Linked DNA regions of Macaca mulatta: regions 1 and 3 are each linked to region 2. The links are chromatin contacts, called in public Hi-C maps. All regions are on one chromosome and are shown on one strand. Each heading gives the region's core, a stretch centred on a gene start, on an enhancer-like site or on the middle of the called end of the contact. The rest is flanking DNA. Distances are from core to core; before and after follow the strand shown.

Region 1 (3,873 bases), core at 872-3,371, 170 kb before region 2:
ATTTATTTTTCCAAAGTTTGGATGGCAGACCCCCCTTTGAGAGGCTGAGGATAACTATGAACAGATTTTTGTCCAGAACTGCACATTTACACACAATTGCTTTGTGTCAAACCCCTTAAGCCTTGGAACCGGAATTCAAGTTAAAGAGCCCTGGTAACCCAAAAGAACCATTTCCTTAAGGGGAAAACAGGCAACACTGAATATATTTTAATTTGAAAGAAATCTTATCCTAATCACTCAAAACTACAGGAACCATCAGGAGTTCCTATGTCACTAAACCTACCCTCACACTAAAAGTGCTTTAAAAGATTACTAACATTAATGTTACCTAACCCCAGCTACCCAAATAAAACTACTGTGCCAAATGCCTCAATGGTAAACTACGCTCCCATTTCCCCACTGTACAACGATTGTGCGTCAAGACTCATCTTCGGAGCAGTATTACCTTCATTCTAAGGATAGGAAAATCCCAGAAATCTTTGGGCTCCGACTTACAAAATATTTCAAAACAGGTCGAAGGCCAAGAATAACAATTGGAAGGAGCAATTACTTTTTCCCCAGATATTGCAAAGCCTGGAGGCATATCCAATTTACCCGCCTGGCAGCTTCCCCATCTTTCCAGCCCCCTCAGTACCGTCAGCATCCTCTGGACAACCCAAACCCAGAAGTCTCGGGAGCCGAGTGGTACTAATTTTTTTTTTTTTTTTTTAAGGCGAGAGGCCAAAAAGAGAAAAAGTGCCGGACTGAGAGCCAATCAACTGCGCCTGGTTCTCTAATTCATTCCTACACTTACTCATCCCCCCTAAATTCGATGGGGGATCCGAGACAGCTGCTGCTGCCTTGGTTGCTTCCCTTCCAGTGGAACAGTGCCTGGGAGGGGCTTCCTCTCCCTTCACAGAAGCAGCTGCGCCCCGCTTATCCCCACTGCGCACTCGGCCATCCAGCTCTCGCCATTGTTTCTGCCCAGAACAGATACCGCCCCCGCAAGGACCGGGAAGAAGAAAAAGAGGCCCAAGTCCTCGGACGCGCTGCTTTTAAATGCCTCCTTCACCCTGCCCGTGCATCCCGCTCCTAAGGGGTCATCTCCTCGCCCTTCCCCGAAGTTTGGTGGAAACTAAAAACCACATTCAGAGGTAGGAGAGGGAATTATGGGAGTCTAGTGCGAAAAAAAGATGGGTCCCCCTGGGCCACGGTAACCAAGAACATCTGTTCATTGAGAGCATTCAAAGATTTGTCAAGATTCACGAAAGAGACAAATAATTTCAACGTGAGGAGCCGGAAATCCATTTTGCTTGGCTCCAATAGGTTAAGAACAAGGGAGCAAGGGTGAGAGCATCATTTCGTATCCACAGGGTGTGAAGCTGAGTCTGGTGCAGAGAGAGAAGCCCGGCTCTGCGTCCGATCGCCACGATCCGGCGAGGGAGCCAGCTCCTCCTCCCCGCTGCGCCCGCTCCCCACGCCGCAAGCTGCCCTCACCTCCATCTCGGCGTCTGCGGGACCCGCGCTGGCCGCAGACGCAACCGCCTGCGCAGCGACGCCCTCGGGGCCGCCTTTGTTGCTGCTGTTGCTCCCGCCGCTGGCGGTCGAGGCTGCGGGCTTGGAAGGCGCGCTCTCGGGAGGCGGGGGTGGCGGAGGCTCGGCCGCGGACGACATGATGTTCCGTCTGCGTCACCCGCTGCTGCCAGAGGCCGAGTCCGGCGGGGATGGACGGGGAGGCCTAGGCCCGGGTGGCTACGTCGCAATAAACTGGTGGAGGAGCGAGACTCCCACCCGAGCGCTCCCCCGCGCCGCGCCTCCGCGACGGGCCTGAGCCGGGCCCAGGAGCTGCACACTCCCAGACGTTCTGCTCTTCCGCGGGGCTCTAGGTTCCACCGGCGCTTACCTCACGGCGGGAATCACGTCGACGAGGATGGGCGGGGCCAGACGGGTCACTGAGGTCAAGGAAGGCGGGCTGATTTAGAGAAGGGCGGAGGGTTGGGGGAAGGGAAAAGGAAAACGAAACAGAGACTGAGGCTGGGAAAACGCTTCGCCGCCTCCTCCTCCTCTTCCTCTGGCAGATATCGTCTATCTCGCCAGCATCCAGGACGACTACCTACGCCACCGACTTTCAACCCTCGCGAGATTCCTTATTGGTTCACTGACTGGGTACTGAGTGCGCATGCTCATACTGTCCTCCTTACCCTTGGCCCCTCCTCCTCACCCTTGGCCCCTCCTCCTCCAGACCTCTAGCGGGCTCGGGAGAGAAGAGTAGGCGGGACCTCGAGGGAGCGCTCGGAGGCGTAGGTTTGTGCGTCTGCTGTCTGGCAGGACGCGAGCTCAGTGTTTTAGGCTTTCGTAACGGCTCACGGTTCTCGTTGTGTCTTCCGGGCCTGGCTGGGATCGGCGGCACTACTGGAAAACTTACCTGAGTTTTGCGCTGCCCATTCAAACTTGGAAGTCTTGTGTCTGACCCCAAAACTTCTGCCGTATCCGCTTAGAGGCGTGACGCCACAGCCTTGACGACGTTATGGTTACCCCAAGTGACGTCTCACTGTTTTGTTAAAAAAAAAAAAAAAAAAAAAAAAGTCCGTTAGTTTTTTCTTTTTTGGTTTTTGTTTTGTTTTTTTTGCCTTCTCATGTTAGCTGCGTCAGTTATTTCTAAATATCCTCTTTAAGCACAGAGTTAAATGCTATTTCTTCTGAATTTATATGCTAAAGGTAAGCAAATAACATGCACACTACCATGTAAGTGAGAAACACAAATAGTATGTGGGGAAGATAGGTGGTATGATGTAATCTTTTCCTCAAGCATCAAACATTAAAATTAAAACGCACTTTCTCAAGTGTTCAGCACTAATTTTGTATACTGCCTTAGGCAGCCTTCAATGTAGTTTAAGGGCCTTGTGCATTCATCTCCTGCAAAATTTAAATACATTGTAGTCTATTTGATAACAAATCTGCATACTACAGTAGATTATCTGCCCAGCACAGGGTCTTATTTATCTTTTTTTATTCGTCATATCCAGTATTCTATAAATGTTTGTTGAATAAAGGAGGCACATTTTTCAAGAGTTGAGGTTTGAGCTAACTGGTTATGTTGAATTCCAAACAAAAGGGATCTCCTTTGAATATATAGCCTGCAAATTTTTTAACTAATGGAATAATTTTTTAATTGACATCTGGAAAAATGTCCCCACTCCACTAGAAATGCTAGTTCTTAGACTGTAAGGAAATGTCTAAGGATATGTGCAAAGATAAATACCTACAATGATGTTCATCATACTCTTCATATGTAACTGCAAAAAGCTAACAGCAGTAGGCTGAATCCAGTATTAAAAGTTACGTCTTTAAAACTATCGTACACCCAGAAAATGAACTATTAACCTTTAACAACCGTTAATGTAGAATAATGGTTGTTTTGTTTTGTTTTGTTTTGTTTTGAGGCAGAATTTCTCTGTCGCCCAGGCTGGAGTGCAGTGGTGTGATCTCGGCTCACTGCAATCTCCAACTCCCGGGTTCAAAGGATTCCCATGACTTAGCCTCCGTAGTAGCTGGAATTACAGGTGTGCACCACCATGCCCGGCTAATTTTTGTATTTTCAGTAGAGACAGGGTTTTGCTGTGTTGGCCAGGCTAGTCTCAAACTCCTGGTCTCAAGTAATCTGCTCCCCTAGACCTCCCAAAGTGCTGGGATTACAGGCGTGAGCCACCACACCCAGCCCCGAAGAATGTTAATTTATAAAGTGTTAACTGAAAAAAAATTTTTAACAGTTCAAAAATGTAGGTAAAAGTTGGAAGCATATTTACAAAAGTATTCAAAGTGATTGTTGCTGGTATTTCCTAATTATTTTTTGCCTGACTGCATGTTTTTCATTTGTATAAAATGAATTTGCCC
Region 2 (3,756 bases), core at 267-2,766:
TAGTACAGGCATTAAATTTATATATTTAAGGGGGCATAAATTTTGCTTTTGCAAACACATTTTACTAGAAAAATATTTGGTCCAGGTGTCAGGACAAAAGTGTGATTTCTTTCCTTTGCAGGGGGCAGCAACAAAACCACCAATGGGAAGAATGAGATCCCAGACCTCTGAAGAGGACACAGGTTTCCACTAAAGCAAGGTTGATACTTTCAAGGAATATTTTTCGTAACAGCTAAAACGGTTTAACACATAGCATCTTGTATCAATTACACAAACACCATTAAAGCCACTCTGGTTCCCTGGGAAAGGACTGCAACTGAAATCCCTTCTGGCTTCAGCTGTCCCCTCCTGCCGAGTTTGACAGCACATCCAAGGCGCCCAAACACCAGCCACTAGGCTCCCCCCAGCGCCCTCCTCTCGCAGCAAACCGCCAAGGCTCCCGGGCCAAACTCCAAAGTCCCTCAATTCAAAACCGCGAAAATGTGAACCCTGCTAAGTAAACGGCAGGGCGCGTAATAACTTTTCTTTCTTTCCCTTTTGCGCGCATTCGATATGCTTGTCTCTACTACCAACTCCTCAGGTCCACAGCCCGCTTCCCGCAACCCATCTCGAGGGGCGGAGGAGAGGGAGCGCCCATCAAAAAGAAAGGGCTAGTGAGCCCTAAAACCTCGGCGGTTTTCCCGGTGCGGGAACTTTAGCACACATCAGCCCAATAATCAGATGCAGGGATAAAGCAGGAAGAAGGCTCCTCTCTCCATCGCACCCCATCCTTCCTAAGGAAGAAGAAAAGCACGCAGCAGTTTAGCTGGAAGTCTAGGCCCTTTTATGGGGAGAGCAGGTCCGCAAAGCAGGCTCTCTGGAACCTGGAGGAAGAAAGTTGTCTGGCCAAGTGGATGACTGGGGGTGAGGGAGTGCAAGGCACCCGGGTCCCGAGACCGTCAGGGGTAGGGGCCAAGGGGAAAGAGACCGGCATTTGTTTAAGAACCAACCCCGCGCTCGGCCAGCTGCAGCCGCCGGCGAGCCGACTGGGAAGGGGTGTGGACGCCGAGGCCCGCGGAGTGGTGCCCACAGCTGTACTTACATAACGCTTCAACTTTTTCTCCGGGGGGGACTTGCGGAGCCATCCGGAGCAGACCACTTCACCACCGCTCATGGTGCGCGCGTCTAGGGCTCCGGGCCGGGCAGCTGAGGGGCGGCGGGCGCGCTCCCGACACAGCCGACGCCTGTCGAGCGCGCAGCGGCGAGAACCTAGCTCTCCTTGTCGCGCACCCCGGACGGACTGAGCGGACAGGCTCCACGGTGCGTGGGTTCTACGAGTTCGAGTCTCTCCTCTGCAGGCCCACGAACCTGAACAGAACGCGAGCCGGGGCAGCGGGCTCGCCGGCCTCCTTTCAGTGCTCCCGCCTCGCCTCCAGACGTGCCGTCTCGCCAGCTGCCTCAGCAGCGCTCGGACTCAGCGGGACTGTGCCCCGACTCGGAGCCGGAGCCTCGGTCCCTGGCGCTCCGCCCCCTAGGGACAAGACCTCCCCAGAGCGCTTTCCGAAACAGACACAGTGCTGTTCACGCACACATACACACACACACACACTCACACACACAATGCCCCGCGCGGTGCCCACTCCCGCTCGCCCGCCCGCCCTCGGTTTCGGTGCGCCCGGAGCGATCCTCCTTCCCTCTCCTCGGGGGAGGGTGGGTCACTTCGCGGCACTCGGGGAACGCCGAGGAAAGGGGAAGCCACGAGCCGCCTACGGGCAGCGGGCGCGGGGCTGGTCCCGGGTCACAGAGGGAGCCGCAGGGTTGGCGGCGAAGCGCGGGGCGTCTCTGAGCGGCGGGCGCAGGGAGGTCGCAGGTCAAGCTGGAGGGTGGGTCCGCTCTAGCTGCAGCCGAAGAGGGCGGGGAGCGGCGGAGGAACGAGGCGCTTGGCGACTTGGCTCCTGGGAGGGATCCCGCTGTCCCGGCCTCTCGCGCTCCTCCCCCGCCGCCTCCCCCACCCCGGGGCGCGCGGCAGGTTCTGAGCGGCTCGGCCCCAGATCCCGATCCCTCCCTCTCCCGGCCTCCGGGATCCCTCTTCCTCCCTTTCCTCCTCCCCTTCCCACGTTCAGGCCCGGCTCCGGTTTCTGCCCAGACTTTCTCTGAAACTCCGCCGGAGCGCTTCCAGCCAAAACAACAAGGGCTGGGGGAGGAGACGGACGAAGGGAGGGAGCAAGGGAGGGAGGGAGCGCGAGTCCGAGAGGCACCCTGGGATCTGTAGTTCGGAAAGCAGGAGCAGGGTCCTCCGCCGTCCGGCGGCCCCCAGTCCGCTCCTCGCCCGGGAAGACCGCAGAGGCCTTGGCTAGGGCGGAGGCACCGGGGCTCCGGCGCGGGGAGGACCGAGGGACGTTCGAATGTTCAGTCCGGGGCTTGCCATCTTGACTCAGCCCGGTGTCGGTTCGGAGCTTGTGCTGTGCCCGAGATCAAGAGTTTCGGGGGTTTTCTTTACTTGAGAGCCTGAAAAACAAAACCGCCGGGAGACCACCATCCTGCCGGTCCCCGCCACGCGAGATTAAAGGACAGAACAAGAGGGCGCGGGAGCTACCAGCTTGGAGGGGAGGACAGATGGGAACCCTGGGCTGGCCTGGGCTGGTCTCTGGAGCTGTTCTGCCAGAGTGATGGGGGCGCTTGGCGAGGCCAGGGATTTGATTGGGTCCTATCTCTGGGACATTTTGAAGTCTCACACTCCTTCCATTTGTTGTCTATTCCACTTTGTATTTGTTTGAAATCTACTGTTGGGATGCTGGACTAAAAGAGGGAAACTCGGTCGGGCGCGGTGGCTCCCGCTGTAATCCCAGCACTTTGGGAGGCCGAGGCGGGCGGATCAACTGAGGTCAGGAGTTCAAGACCAGCCTGACCAACATGGAGAAACCCTGTCTCTACTGAAAATACAAAAATTAGCCTGGCGTGGTGGCGCGCGCCCATAATCCCAGCTACTTGGGATGGTGAGGCAGGAAAATCGCTTGTACCCAGGAGGCGGAAATTGCGGTGAGCCGGGATCGCGCCACTGCGCTCCAGTCTGGGTAACAAGAGCAAAACTCCGTTTAAAAATAGAGAGAGAGAGAAAGAAATTTACTGGGTCCCCTAGTTCTATTTACCTACTTGTGTGTTACACAATTATACCTGGTCCTGAGTTTAACATGATTCTGTAATAGAAACATCTCCAATTTATTTGTGAAAAAGCCCCAAAGCAAATTTCAGCAGATAATATAATCAGATAACAGTGCTAAAAATATGAGGAGATAAATGAGCATTTCTGGAAAGACATAACTTCAGTCATTTTCTTAACACAACATTCATATTCTGAAGCTCCTCTGAGTTTGAAAATGTTAGATGATTGTAATAAGAAATTAGGTGCTGGAGTAGTGACAAGACAAAGGTCCCTGCATATATGGAGGTGGTGGCATAGGGTAGTAAGCAAATAAAGCGTCAACAAAACTACAGATTGAGACTCAGTCTCAAAAAAAAAAAATCGGAGAAAGGCTGATTCCCATTGGGGTTTAGAGACCTTCATCTTTTGGCACGTACTTAACAGTATCACAAGGGCTGAACTTTTCAGGTCATCAAGTGAGTAGATGGATGCACTTTTCAGGTCATCAAGTGAGTAGTCGTGACCTTGGGTAAACTACACAGTATCTCTGAGTCTCAGTTTCCTGATATATGAAATGGGAATTGTAACACCGATTTTGCAGAAGTTTAATGAATAGAAATGGTAGTGTTGGCCGG
Region 3 (4,375 bases), core at 1,257-3,756, 150 kb after region 2:
AGAAAAGGAAACATGGCAAGTACGTTCAAGTATTTAAAAAGAACAACACTTTACAAAAAAAACAAAAGTAATTGCAGCAAAGGTGTTAATTAGGAAGGATTATTATGCTACACCCTCATGCATAGACTCTAATTTACAAGGAATGTTAAATTACAGGAATGAAAGATTAACAGTGAACAGCAATGATCACTCATACTATAGACAGAATACTAAAATATATTGCTATGGTTAGTCCATAAGTTACTTTAAATTTTTCATAATCTATCGACTTATTGTTGCACTGAAATATTAACCTGTAAATCACTAATCAGAAAGGAAATATAAAGAAACTTATATAAAGTATCATTTCAATTTCTACTTCAGACCCTCCAAAATAACTTAAAACTTATTGATCATTACATCTTTCTAAGGAAGATTTTAAAAAATCTCTTAAAGTAGAAATTAAGGTGACTTTTGGGGGCACTTAAGTATCATTTCAACTCCCGCTTCAGACCCTCCAGAATAACTTAAAACTATTCATCATTACATTGCTCTAAGGAAGATTTTAAAAAATCTCTTAAAGTAGAAATTAAGGTGACTTTTGGGGAGACTTTGCTTAAACTGGATACAAATTAAGCAAATCCAAGACAAGCACCTTTATTGCTACAGTTGAAAAAATTTGGTAGGAACCTAACAGTTATGACAACACAGGCAATAGAAGTAAAATTACAAAAAGAAAAGAAAAACCAACTCAGATACTGCAAATACATCGTTTGTAATTCTTTCATAAATATATTAAATTCATCAGAACATAGAACGCTTGATAAAACTCCACCTTTACTTCTGGTTCTTAAGATAAAAAGAGGAGACGTCCCTCACAAGTTCAATCTGAACAGCCAGACAGTCCCCGCTGGTGGTATAAATGAAGGAGAATGCTTGTACCAAGTAGAGCGGAAATGAACATGGTTTTGAATCTATTCAAACCTGAAAGGTCCAAGACAGAACAAGGAAGGTAGAGGTACTGGTAAAATTCCTGGGCGAGAAAGCATTTTCTAGGCAAGTATCATGTGACCCTTCTCTGCTTTCTGAGAATGCAGTTCATGGGCACTAAAACAAATATTTAAATCCTCATACTCTTCTTCCTTCCCTCATTCTATCTGTATCCCTCCTTTGTCTACTAGATATTGTAGACAAAAAATGTCAGTATTTAAAAACTTCATAGTTAACTGGGATAATCCAGTAATAAATTGCATAATCCATTAATTCAAAAATGAGGAAATACAAAAATGGGTGAAAAACTCATTACAAAAGGAGAGAGACACGAACAACAAATACTATGGTAAACATCATGCTACCATTAGTCACTAATGAATGGAAGCTTTCTGCAGTAGCTGTCATCCTCAAAGCATTCCAAATAACTTGAGCAGAGGCTGGGTAATTAAGCAACTTGTTTAGTGCCAAAGGTCTTAGACCTGGACGTTCTCAACCTTTAAAATGGGAACGCTGCCTGTTTTTAAAGTACGAGGTGACGTCCTGAATAAGGTAGTGAATGTGAATAAATCTGGGATAAGGGTATTAGGATTTGCTCTCCCTTAAGAATGTTTTCAGGGCAGTAGGAAAACATGGTGTGAATGTGTGTGTTCAAGAGAGACATATACTGAATTTTTATGCGATATTCTGAAAGATAATGACCCTTACCTGTGGAAGAGATGCTTGCAAAAACTTCCTGCAGAGAAGGCAGCAGTGTGGTAGGCTCGGCCTTCCAGATGTTCTGCAGCAAGTTACTCACTTTTGTCACCTGGGAGACATATTCCCGCAACTCTCTCTCCTGAGTGGACACGCACTGGAAGTGGCCTATCGTTCGAACCAGCTGTTGACAGAACGTGATGGACAATTTCCCTTTGGGGATGCATTGCACGAAGTCGGTCAGAAGGTCGCTCAGTCGGGCACAGAGCTGCGGCTCCGGTCTCTCACACACCATCCGTAACACCTCTACCTGCAGGAGGCTGAAGAGATCCAGCACCGACGGACAGCTCATAATCAGCTTCAGGCCGTTGTGAATGTAGTCCAGGATGGCTACATCCTTCCTGTCCAGAGAGTGGTAGCCCTGATGAAGGAGGCCCAACACAAAGGTCTTGTTGAAGAAGGACTCGAACTCTGGCCGGTGGTATCGTGCGTAGGCCTCCAGCACCTGGTGCCCCACCTGCCGCTGGAAAGGGTCCTGGCCCTCCAGGACGAGCCGGGTTGTCAGGTCAAACATGGCCTCGCACTGCGCCTCGTCTAGCCAGTGCTCCGCCGATTCCACCACCTTCCGCACAATCACCCGCTTGAGGGGCAGGGGATGCGAAGAACTCACAAGGCCCTCCAGGATCTTGTCCATTGTCGCCACGCAGCAAGGCCAGGGCCAGAGGATAAGGAGCGGGTGGCGGCAGCCCCGAGGTGGGGCAGGAGAGCCCCGGGGCGGAGGTGAACTTGGAGCGCCGCAGCAGCAGCGTGACGGGCCACCGCCACCGCCGCCTCAGCAGCCACATTTATGGGGCAGGGAGACCCATCCAAGCTGGGGCGAGAGCTGGCGAGCCTGGAGAGCGTAAGAACCGACGCCTGCGGCTGGCCTAAGGCGCCAGAGGCCCGTACTCCGCCGCCGCCCCGGGCCCTCGATCCCTCTCAGCATCAGCGCGGAGAGGCCTGTCGGGACCCCCGGCGGCGTCGGCGGGCGCTCAGGGTCCGGGGCTGTTCGCCGGTGGGTGGAGGAAGCGCGCCTCCGAGTTCCGGGTCAGGTGTGGGCGTCCAGGCTTCAGCAGATCGTGAGAAGAAGCCGGCTGTCGGCTGAGTCAGGAGGCGCTGTCACGGAGGGTGCTGGGATCAGCCGGGTAAAAGAGACCGAAGCGACACCCTTTGACCCGGATTTTGAAGTGCCGGCAAACAGGAAGTGAAGGACCTAGGAACCTCCGGCAAGGACCGCCCCTCCGCCCGTCTCTTCCTCTCTTCTTCCCTCTCTCCCTCCCTGCTTCCCCAGCTTCCGCCCGGAGTCGTAGACTCCGTTCCCCCGGCACTCGAGCCTCCTTCCCGCCCCGCAGCGCAGGTGCGGCGACTACCGCGTCACTGGAGAGTGTGTCGAGTCACAGGCGGTCTTCCGCACGGAGCGTCCCCGGCTGACGCTGCGCAGCTGGCTGCGACCGTAGGATTCTCGCCGGCTAGTCTCCGTCGGTTCCGCCTGCGTCAGGTTACTCGTGAAAACTCGAGAAAGTGCTATTGATGTGAAATCCGAGGAAAAGTGCATTTGGGGGAAAAGTAAGGAAAACTCAAAACTCGGATTGAGAAGACTTTGCCTTGGCTCATTAATCAAGAATTGCGCTTGCGCGCCTAAATGCCACTGCCTTTATCGTGCGATGTCGGTATTGAAGTAAGAGCAATACCGGCGGCATACCTAGCATTTAGCGGCCATCAGTATCAGTAGCAGGCCTCTAGCAAAAAACCAGTTAGTGAGCCTTTGTACCATATCGAAAATTATAAGCCGTCCAAAAAAGTGTGAGGAGAGTAAGGGAAAATGGCATATTAGAATTCAAGTATTTTTATTCCTGTGTCATACAAAAGAGTACTTTGAAAATAGAAAACCAGGTGGAAATACCACAAAACTCATTGTGTATGTTGACACTGAAGATGGTTTAAAGTAGGGAAGAACAGATGCAATCATGTTTGTTCTCTTTCATGCCAAATTCCAAAGATTCACAATAAGAGTTTGAACTTCAATCAGAGCTCTTTATATTGGAAAATATTGCCTAACTATATAGCGCCCTTCAGGCTTAGTTAATATAGTTGTGAAACTAGACATTAAGGCCCTGTAATACAGACAAAACTTTAAAGAAATAGGTCATTTAAAATGTCCCGTAGAAAAATGAACAAAATTCTGTTACTTCAGTTTGCTAAAGAGTGGTTTTTTTTTTTTTTTTTTTTTTTTTTAACCAAGTTACAAACACGATTATACTAACATATTTAACACGTTGATTATGGTAGTCTTACGAAGAGTGGTTTAGAGGAGACAGGAGCTGGGTAAAAGGGAACTTAAGACCAAGTTGAGTTGTAGGAAGATACCGAAGATAAAAGAGAATTGAGGTAATTGATCTATCCATCATGCTAGAGACAGGAATGATTTTGGAACTTTCGTTTTTCCAATAGGCAGGAGGTGAAGGTACAGAGATATTTGTCTTTACTGGGAATAATGCCACAGTGGAAGACAAAAATAATATAGAAAATAAACTATTAAGAAGGAAGTATTAAGAAGGAGCGTGGATTTGAGGTGGAGTGGAGGAAATTTGGAATTAGTCTTTGTGCTAAGAAACTAACAGGATGAATGAAGATTGCTGAATGGTACCAGTGAAGTGATTATTCCAAAGTA

Evidence for each region. Hi-C and Micro-C count contacts between places; a contact is called where the count stands out from the background.
Region 1: a Hi-C map of liver shows a contact between it and region 2, with 2.7 times the contacts expected there. The contact joins the promoter of SMARCA5 here to the promoter of GAB1 in region 2. A contact is called at or near these places in 2 of 14 Hi-C or Micro-C datasets (fetal cortex germinal zone and liver).
Region 3: a contact with region 2 is called in a Hi-C map of liver, with 2.1 times the contacts expected there. The contact joins the promoter of USP38 here to the promoter of GAB1 in region 2. A contact is called at or near these places in 3 of 14 Hi-C or Micro-C datasets (fetal cortex germinal zone, fetal cortical plate and liver).

Annotation. Positions count from the first base shown.
Region 1 is chr5:152,329,953-152,333,825 of T2T-MMU8v2.0, reverse strand. SMARCA5 (SWI/SNF related, matrix associated, actin dependent regulator of chromatin, subfamily a, member 5) reads right to left here and starts at 2,121. Exons shown (of 24, transcript NM_001266324.1): 1 at 1,477-2,121. The coding sequence starts at 1,653.
Region 2 is chr5:152,157,149-152,160,904 of T2T-MMU8v2.0, reverse strand. It overlaps GAB1 (GRB2 associated binding protein 1), which reads right to left and starts at 1,516. Exons shown (of 11, transcript NM_001266432.1): 1 at 1,082-1,516. The coding sequence starts at 1,153. It also overlaps the pseudogene LOC106998520.
Region 3 is chr5:152,007,970-152,012,344 of T2T-MMU8v2.0, reverse strand. USP38 (ubiquitin specific peptidase 38) reads right to left here and starts at 2,506. Exons shown (of 10, transcript NM_001260711.1): 1 at 1,678-2,506. The coding sequence starts at 2,359.